Regions from separate parts of the Pan troglodytes genome. Here region 2 is linked to region 1. A link is a contact called in public HiChIP or PLAC-seq data. All regions are on one chromosome and are shown on one strand. The core of a region is the stretch at or near the end of the contact, and the rest is flanking DNA. Distances in the headings are between cores, read along the strand shown.

What was found. HiChIP or PLAC-seq counts read pairs in DNA pulled down with a chosen protein or histone mark.
Region 2: an H3K4me3 HiChIP or PLAC-seq map of stem cell-derived excitatory neurons shows a contact between it and region 1, with 2.2 times the contacts expected there. The contact joins the promoter of MGAT2 here to the promoter of KLHDC2 in region 1. A contact is called at or near these places in 1 of 7 Hi-C or Micro-C datasets (stem cell-derived neural progenitor cells) and 1 of 1 datasets of contacts at active chromatin or transcription factors (stem cell-derived excitatory neurons).

What each region holds. Positions count from the first base shown.
Region 1 is chr15:47,783,424-47,788,645 of NHGRI_mPanTro3-v2.0_pri, forward strand. KLHDC2 (kelch domain containing 2) reads left to right here and starts at 2,252. Exons shown (of 13, transcript XM_054666512.2): 1 at 2,252-2,404. The coding sequence starts at 2,252.
Region 2 is chr15:47,623,529-47,628,750 of NHGRI_mPanTro3-v2.0_pri, forward strand. MGAT2 (alpha-1,6-mannosyl-glycoprotein 2-beta-N-acetylglucosaminyltransferase) reads left to right here and starts at 3,102. Exons shown (of 1, transcript NM_001279776.1): 1 at 3,102-4,988. The coding sequence starts at 3,556. The coding sequence ends at 4,899. It overlaps RPL36AL (ribosomal protein L36a like), which reads right to left and starts at 2,940. Exons shown (of 2, transcript XM_001152349.7): 1 at 2,849-2,940; 2 at 974-1,426. The coding sequence starts at 1,390. The coding sequence ends at 1,070.

The DNA.
Region 1 (5,222 bases), core at 1,002-3,501:
CAGGAGTTCGAGACCAGCCTGGCCAACATGGTGAAATCCCATCTCTACTAAAAAATACAAAAATCAGCCGGGCGTGGTGGCAGGTGCCTTAGTCCCAGCTACTTGGGAGGCAGAGGCAGGAGAATCGTTTGGACTCGGGAGGCGGAGGTTGCAGTGAGCCGAGATCGAGCCAGTGCACTCAAGCCTGGGGGACAAGAGCGAGACTTCTCTCGAACAAACAAAAAACAAAAACGATGATAGAAGGGTAATGTAGCTGGAAGGAGGACACAGCCAGGAATTGAAGCTGGAAAGGCAAGCTGGGTCTGGACCATGCTGGGTCTTCTTGCACAGCACTGTGATATGAATTTTTTTTTTTTTTTTGAGACGGAGTTTCGTTCTTGTTGCCCAGGCTGGAGTGCAATGGTGGCCTTTTGGCTCACTGTAACCTCCGCCTCCCGGCTTCAAGAGTTTCTCCTGCCTGAGCCTCCCAAGTAGCTGGGATTACAGGCGCCGGCCACCACGCCTGTGTAATTTTTTTGTATTTTTAGTAGAGACAGAGTTTCGCCATTTTGGCCAGGCTGGTCTCGAACTCCTGGCCTCAGGTGATCCGCCTGCCTCGGCCTCCCAAAGTGTTGGGATTACAGGCGTGAGCCACCGCGCCCAGCCGAGATACTAATTTTGGATTCTACTAAGGACGACGGGAGCCAGCTCAAGGTTTTTAAGTGACTCGATCAGATTCACGAGGTTGGTTCACAAGGAACTTCGATAACCCCAAAGTCTAGTGAGCATAATTCGACTTGGAGAAGACACTGCTGCAAGGAATTCTGTGAGTCAGACAGATTTGAGGGCACCAACCAGGGTGAATGGCAGATAAGGTCTTAACAGCCTCAAGGTGATTTGCTTCCTTGTTGAAGGCTTTAATTAATCCTCTTAAGTAACTTTCAAGTTCTTGAGTTCAAGTAAACACATTGGCACACTAGGGGAGGAGTGGCAGGCTATAAGCATTTTAATAATTAAAAAAAAAAAAAAAGCCTTTTATTGTTCAAAGTGTTCCTTTTCTACGGAGTGCTCCCAACCAGAAGATGAGGGAAATGGAGATAATGAAACACGTCCCTCCTACCAAACACGATAAATTCTAGAGGCACTGTAAGATCAAGAATTTAAGATTATTTTTGTCCCACCCTATTTTACAGGTGAGGTATCAAGCACAGTAACTCGTAATTTTATTTTGGCCCAATTGAAAGGTATCATATAAAATAAGAGAAAGCTGTGTGTGCGTGAAAAGGATCCGCCTTTCTTTCTGAAGAAAAGGGTGGTTACGGCTTCGGAAACGCTTTTCAAGCCAACTCTGCAGCCCGGCTGGCGGCAGCAGCGGCGGCGGCGGCAACGTCAGATTCCTGCAGAGGCGGCGCCCGGCAGGGGCGGCAGGAGCTCAGGAGAGGCCGCCGAGGATCGGGCTGGGCCCCACGTGAGAGCTAAGCGACTGCCCTCGCGCCCGCAGAACAGCAGGGCCTGCATCGACTCTAAGGCGAGACCAGAAACTTGCTAGTGGAGCAATTCTGGTGCCCCTGCCCGGGCTGTGAACCCTCTGAGATCATCCCTCAATCAAACGAATAGAAATCCTCGGGAAGAAAAAAAAAAATTGCGGCAATCCGGCTAAAATTCAGCAGCTTTCAGGGACCGATTCAGGACATTATCCCTGCGGTTCCCTCAGTGAAAGGAGACTCGAAGCGCGACTGGAAGTCGCCGGGCCCCATAGAGCTGCGGTGCCCAGGCCGTAGGCGGAGGCGCGGGCAGAGGCGGCGGCGGCGGCTGGAGGACCCGGCGCTGGGGGCGCTGAGCGGCAGCCTCGCTTCCGGAGCTCGGCGGGTGGCGTCAGCGGAACGGGCGGCGTCAGCGGAACGGGCGGCTTCCGGCCGCGGCGTAAACAAGGCCGTGGACTGCAGGAGGCGGGGCGGACGGGCTGCAAGAGGGAGCCGGCCCGACGCGGACCGCTTCCCTGCAGTGCCCCGAGTCCCGGGCCCGCGCCGCCGCCGCCTGGCTCCGCTCGCGGCCCTGCTGTCTGCAGGCGTGCCCCGGCGGCGGCGGAGAGCCGTCCTCGGCCGAGGAGGCTGGGAAACTCGAGCGCAGGCGGCAGAGAGGCCTCAACGCCGTCCCTTTCGCCACCGCCTTCTCCTTGCCTCGCGCCGCTGTGCATTTCTCTCCTTTTCCTTTGTTTCTTTGGCCCCTCGCGGGTGTGGGCATTGTTGGTTAGCAAAAGTGCAGCCTCAAGATGGCTGATGGCAACGAGGATCTGCGGGCTGACGACTTGCCTGGGCCAGCCTTCGAGAGCTATGAGTCCATGGAGCTTGCCTGCCCCGCTGAGCGCAGCGGCCACGTAGCCGTCAGCGACGGGCGCCACATGTTCGTCTGGGGCGGCTACAAGGTCAGTGAGTGGCCGGGCCGCGACGGACGTCGCTCGGCTGTGACTCGGGTCTGCGTTCGCGGCCAGGCGGGGAGGCCAGAGCGGGCCGCGGAGGGCGCTCCCCGCCTGCGTCGCGCGCCCCACCTCAGACTCTGCCCGTTGGTTGTTTTTTTTTTGCGCGCGGGAATCTTCCTTCTCTCGAGTCCCCCAACCCGTCTCGAACCTCCAGGGCTGCTGTCATGTCACCCTGGTGCTCACAAAGCCAACTCACTCCCACCCCCGTTGTTGCCATTGGAGCGTTATTCCGGGGAAGGTCCTGTTAATGTTGCTTGGGCGGTGCATTCGGAAGGGTTGGGGTGTGAAAGGTGACGGTGTGTGATATCACTCAGACGCGTTATGAGGACGGCCTACGAGGACTTCACCCTCTGGAGCTGGGAACCGCTGCCCACTTACAGGGAGGCCGAGGCGTAGGAAAACTGGAATTCCAAAAGGTTACAGGAACCACCTTATTCAGCCTTCCCGCCTGTGCAAATGGCCATCAGGACTGTTTTCCTTCTGGCTTCAGCTGGGTTGAAGTTTTTCAGCAGACACCCCTATTAAGATAATGGAAAAGCTCCACCAGTAACCAAAAAATCCCCAGCATCAAATGAACTACAGAGTGCAGCTCTTTGACTCTCCGATCCCCTGGTTATAAACAACGTGATTAGTTAGCAGTTTAAAGCCAGTTGCCATTCTTTACCCTGCTAACCTCGGAAATCTAGAATTTTATTTGCTAGGATGGCTCTGAGCCAGTCCTACCACAAAATTCCTCTTTGGTCTTGAAAATGTTCTCCGCCCTCCCCACGCCCGTGCCTTGGATGACTTGCTTTGTGATTGTTTTTAGCTTATGGTACAGCTGACTTGATCATAGTTGACCATTTTTGAGATAGCTTTCAAAGATAGCTGTCCTGATACTTTAATTTGGTTTAACTGCAAAAGTAATTTTTTGCCAATCCTAATGAATCTGCAGTGTTTTCCCCAGTTTCCAATGAATGTGGTTAGAAAATAGAAAGGGGGCCGGGCGCGGTGGCTCACGCCTGTAATCCTAGCACTTTGGGAGGCCAAGGTAGGTGGATCAGCTGAAGTCAGGAGCTCGAGACCAGCCTGGCCAACATAGTGAAACTCCGTCTCTACTAAAAATACAAAAAAAAAATTAGCCTGGCGTGGTGACGGGCGCCCTAATCCCGGCTACTTCAGAGGCTAAGGCAGGAGAATCACTTGAACCCGGGAGGCGGAGTTTGCAGTGAGCTGAGACGGCGCCATTGCACTCCAGCCTGGGCAACAAGAAGGAAACTGTCTCAAAAATACTTTAGAAAGGGGTAGAGAATTGCAAGAAGGGGGGCGGGGGGGGGGCAAGCATGTAGTCACCCTTATAAAAATGTAAATTAATTCCCCTGGAGAAACCTGTCAATCACACTTCTAAGCTACCTAATTCATAATTGTATTTTTAAAATGGCAGCATGAGAGAATAAGACTTTGGGAGTGGGGCAGGGGAGGATTCTTAGTGTGGAATATTTCTTATGGATTTAAAAGGGCCTGGATGATTGGGGCCGATTCAGGGAGGAGCAGCACAATCACTGAATTGGATGGTTCTGAAACAGACTGCCCTCCCCATTTATGGCTGGTGGCTGGAACCCTGAGGGTAGGCACAGAAGTCCTTGGAGATTGTTTCAAAGGCAGTAAACCTTGGCTTCCTACATAGTAGGCAGTTTTCCTCCCCAGGACAGGCTGGTCCCCTGTGGGTCAGCCCGCTTCCAGCCTTTCCCTTCATCACTGGTGGGGTGGAAAAAGAAGTTGTTTTACGTGGTCAACTGTTCTGTTTCTGTATGTTTAATATTCAAGCTTGCTGGACTTTGACACTCATTTTTGGCTAACCGCAGTCGTTTACTGTGTCAACATTGTTCAGAAAGTGGCTGGGGAGGGTCAAAGGCTGGGAATGTCAGGCAGTTGTTAAAGTTCAGGGAAAGGATAGAATCCTGGCTCCACCATTACTTCATAAATAACCTTGGGCAAATTACTTAAACTCTAAACTTGTTTTCTCATAACATCAGCTACTTTTTAGGGTTGTTGTGAGGATTAAATAAAGCAATCCATGGATAGCTTTCAGCTGTGGCATATGGTAGGCTCAGTCTGTGTTAGGAATTAATACCTGAAGGGAAATGGAGCAGAACAAAGAACTTAAAATTCTACATAAGGATTTAATATTTTGCATATTTGCAGTTCTGCCCTCTCTATTGCTGCTTAGAGAATGGATAGGTGAAAGGAAGGCATGGCTAGAAAACCACGCATCGTGTTAGCGTGGATCAGGCACTTTCAGTAACAGCCTGCTGACCATGGCACAGGCAGTCTCCTGAAGTCATGCAGCTGAAATTTGGTGCATGGTTCTGTTCAGGATAAAGCTGCCTTAGAGAGTTCCCAGAGATCTCTTGGCTGGGCACAATGGCTCACAGCCTGTAATCCCAGCACTTTGGGAGGCTGAGGTGGGTGGATTGCTTGAGGTTGGGAGTTTGAGACCAGCCTGGCCAACATGGTGAAACCCTGTCTCTACTAAAAATACAAAAATTAGCCAGGCGTGATGGCGAGTGCGTGCAGTCCCAGCTACTTAGGAGGCTGAGGCAGGAGAATCGCTTGAACCCAGGAGGTGGACATTGCAGTGAGCCAGCCAAGATTGCGCCACTGCACTCCATCCTGAGCAATAGAGACTTGGACTAAAAAAAAAAAAGTTCCCAGAGATCTCTTCTTGTCCTATTGCAACTGCTGTATCAAAATTCTGAATTAAGAGCTATCTATGTTGAGCTTT
Region 2 (5,222 bases), core at 1,852-4,351, 160 kb before region 1:
GGCTCAACTTTTTTTCATTGTGAATTTCAACCTTCTTGTTTTCAGTCATAACTCCTAAACCTTCCCAACTGTCAAGTTCTGGCCAAGCACAGTAGCACACTGTAATCCCAACCCTTTGGGAGGCTGAGATGGGAGAATTGCTTGAGCCCAGGAGTTGAGACCAGCCTAGGCTCAAGAATTGCTTGAGCCCAGGAGTGAGAGACCCCATCTTTAAAAAAAAAAAAAGAAAAGAAAAAAAAAGAAATAAAATTAGCCAGGCAAATTCGCCAGGCATGGTGGTACCCAACTACTCCAAGGCTAAGGCAGGACCTACAGAGCTACAGAGCCTGAGAGGCCACAGTAAGCCATGAATGTGCCACTGCACTCCAGTGTGGGTTACAGTGACAGATTGTCCCAAAAAAAAAAATTTTTTTTTTTTGAGTACCTCCCAGAGTGTTCTAAGAGGTTCAAAAAACAGTTTATGCTATCTTGGACTTTCACTAGATTGAGAACTTTAGTGTGAAGTCAATTTTGAACTATCCTTTTATATTCAAGGCCACAGTCTCTAACAGTACTGTCCAAAAGAACTTTCTGCGGTGGAAATGTTTTACATCTGTGTTGTCCAATAAACTAGCCACACGTGGCTGTTGAGTACTAAATCTGACTAGTGTAACAGGAAACACATTACCTGGCTAGCGGCCCCTACTAGACAGAATATTTCGTCAGCTCTTACTATCCCCCAACTTCCATCCTTTGCCCAACCCAGCCTGCTATACACAAGCCTAGCGTTATCTTGTTCCTTCTCTTGCAAAATCTTAAAGATCCTTCTAAGCTGCTCAATGTTTATGAATTCATTCAACATTTGAAATTGACCAGAAAACAAAAAGTAGTAAAGTAGTATTTTCCCTTCATACATATATAAACTTGTTAGTAAAGTTTGAGGTGGGACTACACTAAACATGGAATTCTATTTATAAGTAAAAACCACAAAAAGTTTGCGTAAGAATATCACTGTATTTATTTTCCCTCAGGTAACTTTTCTATGGCTTCACCATTTTCTCTTCAAAATTGAAGAAAAATATCCCAAAGTTTAGAACTGGATCACTTGGCCCTTTCTCTTCTTATCTCCTCCCAGTTCAAAATGCTTGCATCTCTTAATGGCCAGCATCCTCTTGGATCTGCAGTTAGGCTCAACACATTCCAGCCTTAGCACAATCTTCTTTGTGGTCTTAGCCTTCTTCCGGAAAATTGGCTTTGTCTGTCCACCATAGCCACTCTGCTTCCGATCATAGCGCCTCCTTCCCTGGGCATACAAAGAATCCTTGCCCTTCTTATACTGTGTCACTTTGTGAGGCTGATGCTTGCCACACTTCTTACAGAAGGTTCTTCGGGTTTTAGGTACGTTGACCATCTTTGCAGCAGGGCTGTTTTGTCTATATGATGAAAACTGCAGTAAAATATTTAAAATAAGATAGCAGACATTAAACATTCCGAAAAGTGAAAGTGCTATACAAGTATATACAGGAAAACCGTACACATAAATGAGTAATATATAAATCCACCACGTACTCTTTTTCCATATGAATAAACGCACATACAAGTACATACCTTTTTGAAACACTTCGTTTAAATTACTGGAGGACTAATTTGTCGACCTAAAGAACTGAGGCAAGGCCGAGCACGGTGGCTCATGCTTGTAATCCCAGCACTTTGGGAGGCCGAGAAGGGCGGATCACCTGAGGTCCGGAGTTCGAGACCAGCCTGACCAACATGGAGAAACCCCGTCTCTACTAAAAATACAAAATTAGCCTGGCGTGGTGGTGGTGCATACCTGTAAGGAGAATCGCTTGGGCGGGGTGGGGAGGGGCGGAGGTTGCCGTGAGCCGAGATCGCACCATTGCACTCCAGCCTGGGCAACAACAGCGGAATTACGTCTCAAAAAAAAAAAAAAGAACTGAGGCACAATTCATATAAGTAGAATGTTTATTTGGGGCAAGTTTGAGGATTGCAACCCAGAGCACAGATTCAAAATGCCCTGAGTAGCAGCAGTTGCAAGTGGGTTTTTAGAGGAAAAAATGGCAGTTCCTAAATTGTTTACCAAGAATTTACATTAAAATAACACAAGCGATTGATTGGCTATACATCATTCTTTTTATGACAAATTCCAGGAACGCGGACATAATGGGTGAAGCAGCTAGTCAGGAATAAAATGCCAGGCATTAAGTGGGGAGGTGTCTGAAGTCCCATACTGCTGTCTCTCTGGGCCCGGCAAATTTTGCACATCTCAAATAACTCACAATGCTCCGAGCCATTCTTCTTTTCTCATATAGAACAAGACTCACGAAAACCGACAGCAGCAGCTTTAGGAGGCCCAATACAGTCAGTTTTCCGTACGAAATGAGTTTAATTTATTGTGACTGCTCCAAAAGAAAAGTGCGGTTCATCTAATTTTCTTCCCAAAAGGAAGTTAAGGACCAGAGTTTCTTTGACCCCCTTCCCCCCACCCACCTCCTCCATTTTCCAGCTCTAGAGAATGGCTGGGGCAGCGCGCGACGTTGTAGCTACGGTTACGACCCGCCCCGTTCCTTCTACGAGAACCACATCAGCGTAGTATCACTTTTCCCCTCCGAAGCACAGTCACCCGTCAGCAGCCTCGAGGGCTGACGTGTCCTTATCAAGCCGGCGCGCCCCGCGATTCTATAGCCGCCATGCCTGAGACCTTTTCCTGAAGGGAGAAGCCTGCTCTCGAACTAAGGCCGGCGAGGGCCATAAGTCTCGCCTTCCCTTTCCTAAGAAGGCCTAGTCCTACCCAGGATTCTGAGCAAGGGAGGCTCCTATTGGAGCCGCTACAGCCTCGTTCTTAGCTTACCGAGAAACGGCGCCCGACACCTGGCCCTTCGCAGCTCTCGCCTTTCGCAGCTCTCGCCTAACAGGAAAGGGAAGAAAGAGGCGGAAGTGGGAACTGCACCTGAGCGACAGTACTGCAAACCAATAGGCAGCCGGCCACGGCGGTCAGGCGCCTTCGGTCGCGTCTGGAAAGCACCAACCAACGGTCTAAGGGGCGGGCCGGAGGGGTGTGGGCCGGAGGGCCGCGGTGTGCCGCTGGGCAGTTGCGGTTTGTCATAACGGTCCCCGCCGGAGTGAGGCGAGGCTGCGTCGCTCAGTTCTGGCCGTCTAGGGCCCCTGTAAGGATGAGAGCGCAGAGGACGCAGGGCCGCTGGAGGCGCAGGTAACGAAGCTAGGGTGCGGTTGGGACCGCGGCTGAGCTTCTTCCGGGACCCTTGGTGCTGAATGGAGAGGACGGAGACGAAGCCGAGCCGCGGCTCCTAGCGGCGGCGCCGATACTCGAGCTGTAGCTGCCAGGCGAGGATGTGTGGAGCGCAGGCGGCGCGGGGTAAATGAGAGGTCTCGGGCCCCAGGACCCCCGGGGCCCGGGATGAGTTAGCGAGGGCAGCCGCGGGGGCCAGTTCCGACCGTGACAGGCCAAGGCGACGGCCGCCGCCCGCCCGCCCCTTCCGTGCAGAAGCAGCTGCTCCTTTCCGCGCCCGCCCGCCTGCGCTCCCGGCCCTGGAGACCATGAGGTTCCGCATCTACAAACGGAAGGTGCTAATCCTGACGCTCGTGGTGGCCGCCTGCGGCTTCGTCCTCTGGAGCAGCAATGGGCGACAAAGGAAGAACGAGGCCCTCGCCCCACCGTTGCTGGACGCCGAACCCGCGCGGGGTGCCGGCGGCCGCGGCGGGGACCACCCCTCTGTGGCTGTGGGCATCCGCAGGGTCTCCAACGTGTCGGCGGCTCCCCTGGTCCCGGCGGTCCCCCAGCCCGAGGCGGACAACCTGACGCTGCGGTACCGGTCCCTGGTGTACCAGCTGAACTTTGATCAGACGCTGAGGAATGTAGATAAGGCTGGCACCTGGGCCCCCCGGGAGCTGGTGCTGGTGGTCCAGGTGCATAACCGGCCCGAATACCTCAGACTGCTGCTGGACTCACTTCGAAAAGCCCAGGGAATTGACAACGTCCTCGTCATCTTTAGCCATGACTTCTGGTCGACCGAGATCAATCAGCTGATCGCCGGAGTGAATTTCTGTCCGGTTCTGCAGGTGTTCTTTCCTTTCAGCATTCAGTTGTACCCTAACGAGTTTCCAGGTAGTGACCCTAGAGATTGTCCCAGAGACCTGCCGAAGAATGCCGCTTTGAAATTGGGGTGCATCAATGCTGAGTATCCCGACTCCTTCGGCCATTATAGAGAGGCCAAATTCTCCCAGACCAAACATCACTGGTGGTGGAAGCTGCATTTTGTGTGGGAAAGAGTGAAAATTCTTCGAGATTATGCTGGCCTTATACTTTTCCTAGAAGAGGATCACTACTTAGCCCCAGACTTTTACCATGTCTTCAAAAAGATGTGGAAACTGAAGCAGCAAGAGTGCCCTGAATGTGATGTTCTCTCCCTGGGGACCTATAGTGCCAGTCGCAGTTTCTATGGCATGGCTGACAAGGTAGATGTGAAAACTTGGAAATCCACAGAGCACAATATGGGTCTAGCCTTGACCCGGAATGCCTATCAGAAGCTGATCGAGTGCACAGACACTTTCTGTACTTATGATGATTATAACTGGGACTGGACTCTTCAATACTTGACTGTATCTTGTCTTCCAAAATTCTGGAAAGTGCTGGTTCCTCAAGTTCCTAGGATTTTTCATGCTGGAGACTGTGGTATGCATCACAAGAAAACCTGTAGACCATCCACTCAGAGTGCCCAAATTGAGTCACTCTTAAATAATAACAAACAATACATGTTTCCAGAAACTCTAACTATCAGTGAGAAGTTTACTGTGGTAGCCATTTCCCCACCTAGAAAAAATGGAGGGTGGGGAGATATTAGGGACCATGAACTCTGTAAAAGTTATAGAAGACTGCAGTGAAAATCACAGTTACAAAAGCAAAAGTGACAGTCTTCTATTTTTGATATTTGTCCAAACAGGACATACAATTGAATAAAAGAGTTTAGGAACTGGTTTCTGCTTTAATACAAAAACAAAATCTTGTAAAAGGTGGCCAAATACATAGTAATCTTTTCCAGTTATGTCTGATTAAGATTTAAAACTGAAGGTTTCATTTTGGGAGTAGGGTTTTAAAGCTCAATCTGTTATCTGCTAAAATTGATTATTGTTGATATGAGAGAAGAGGGGAAATTTTATTTAAATTGCATCTATTAATCTTTTTATCTGAAACTTTGTACACTTTT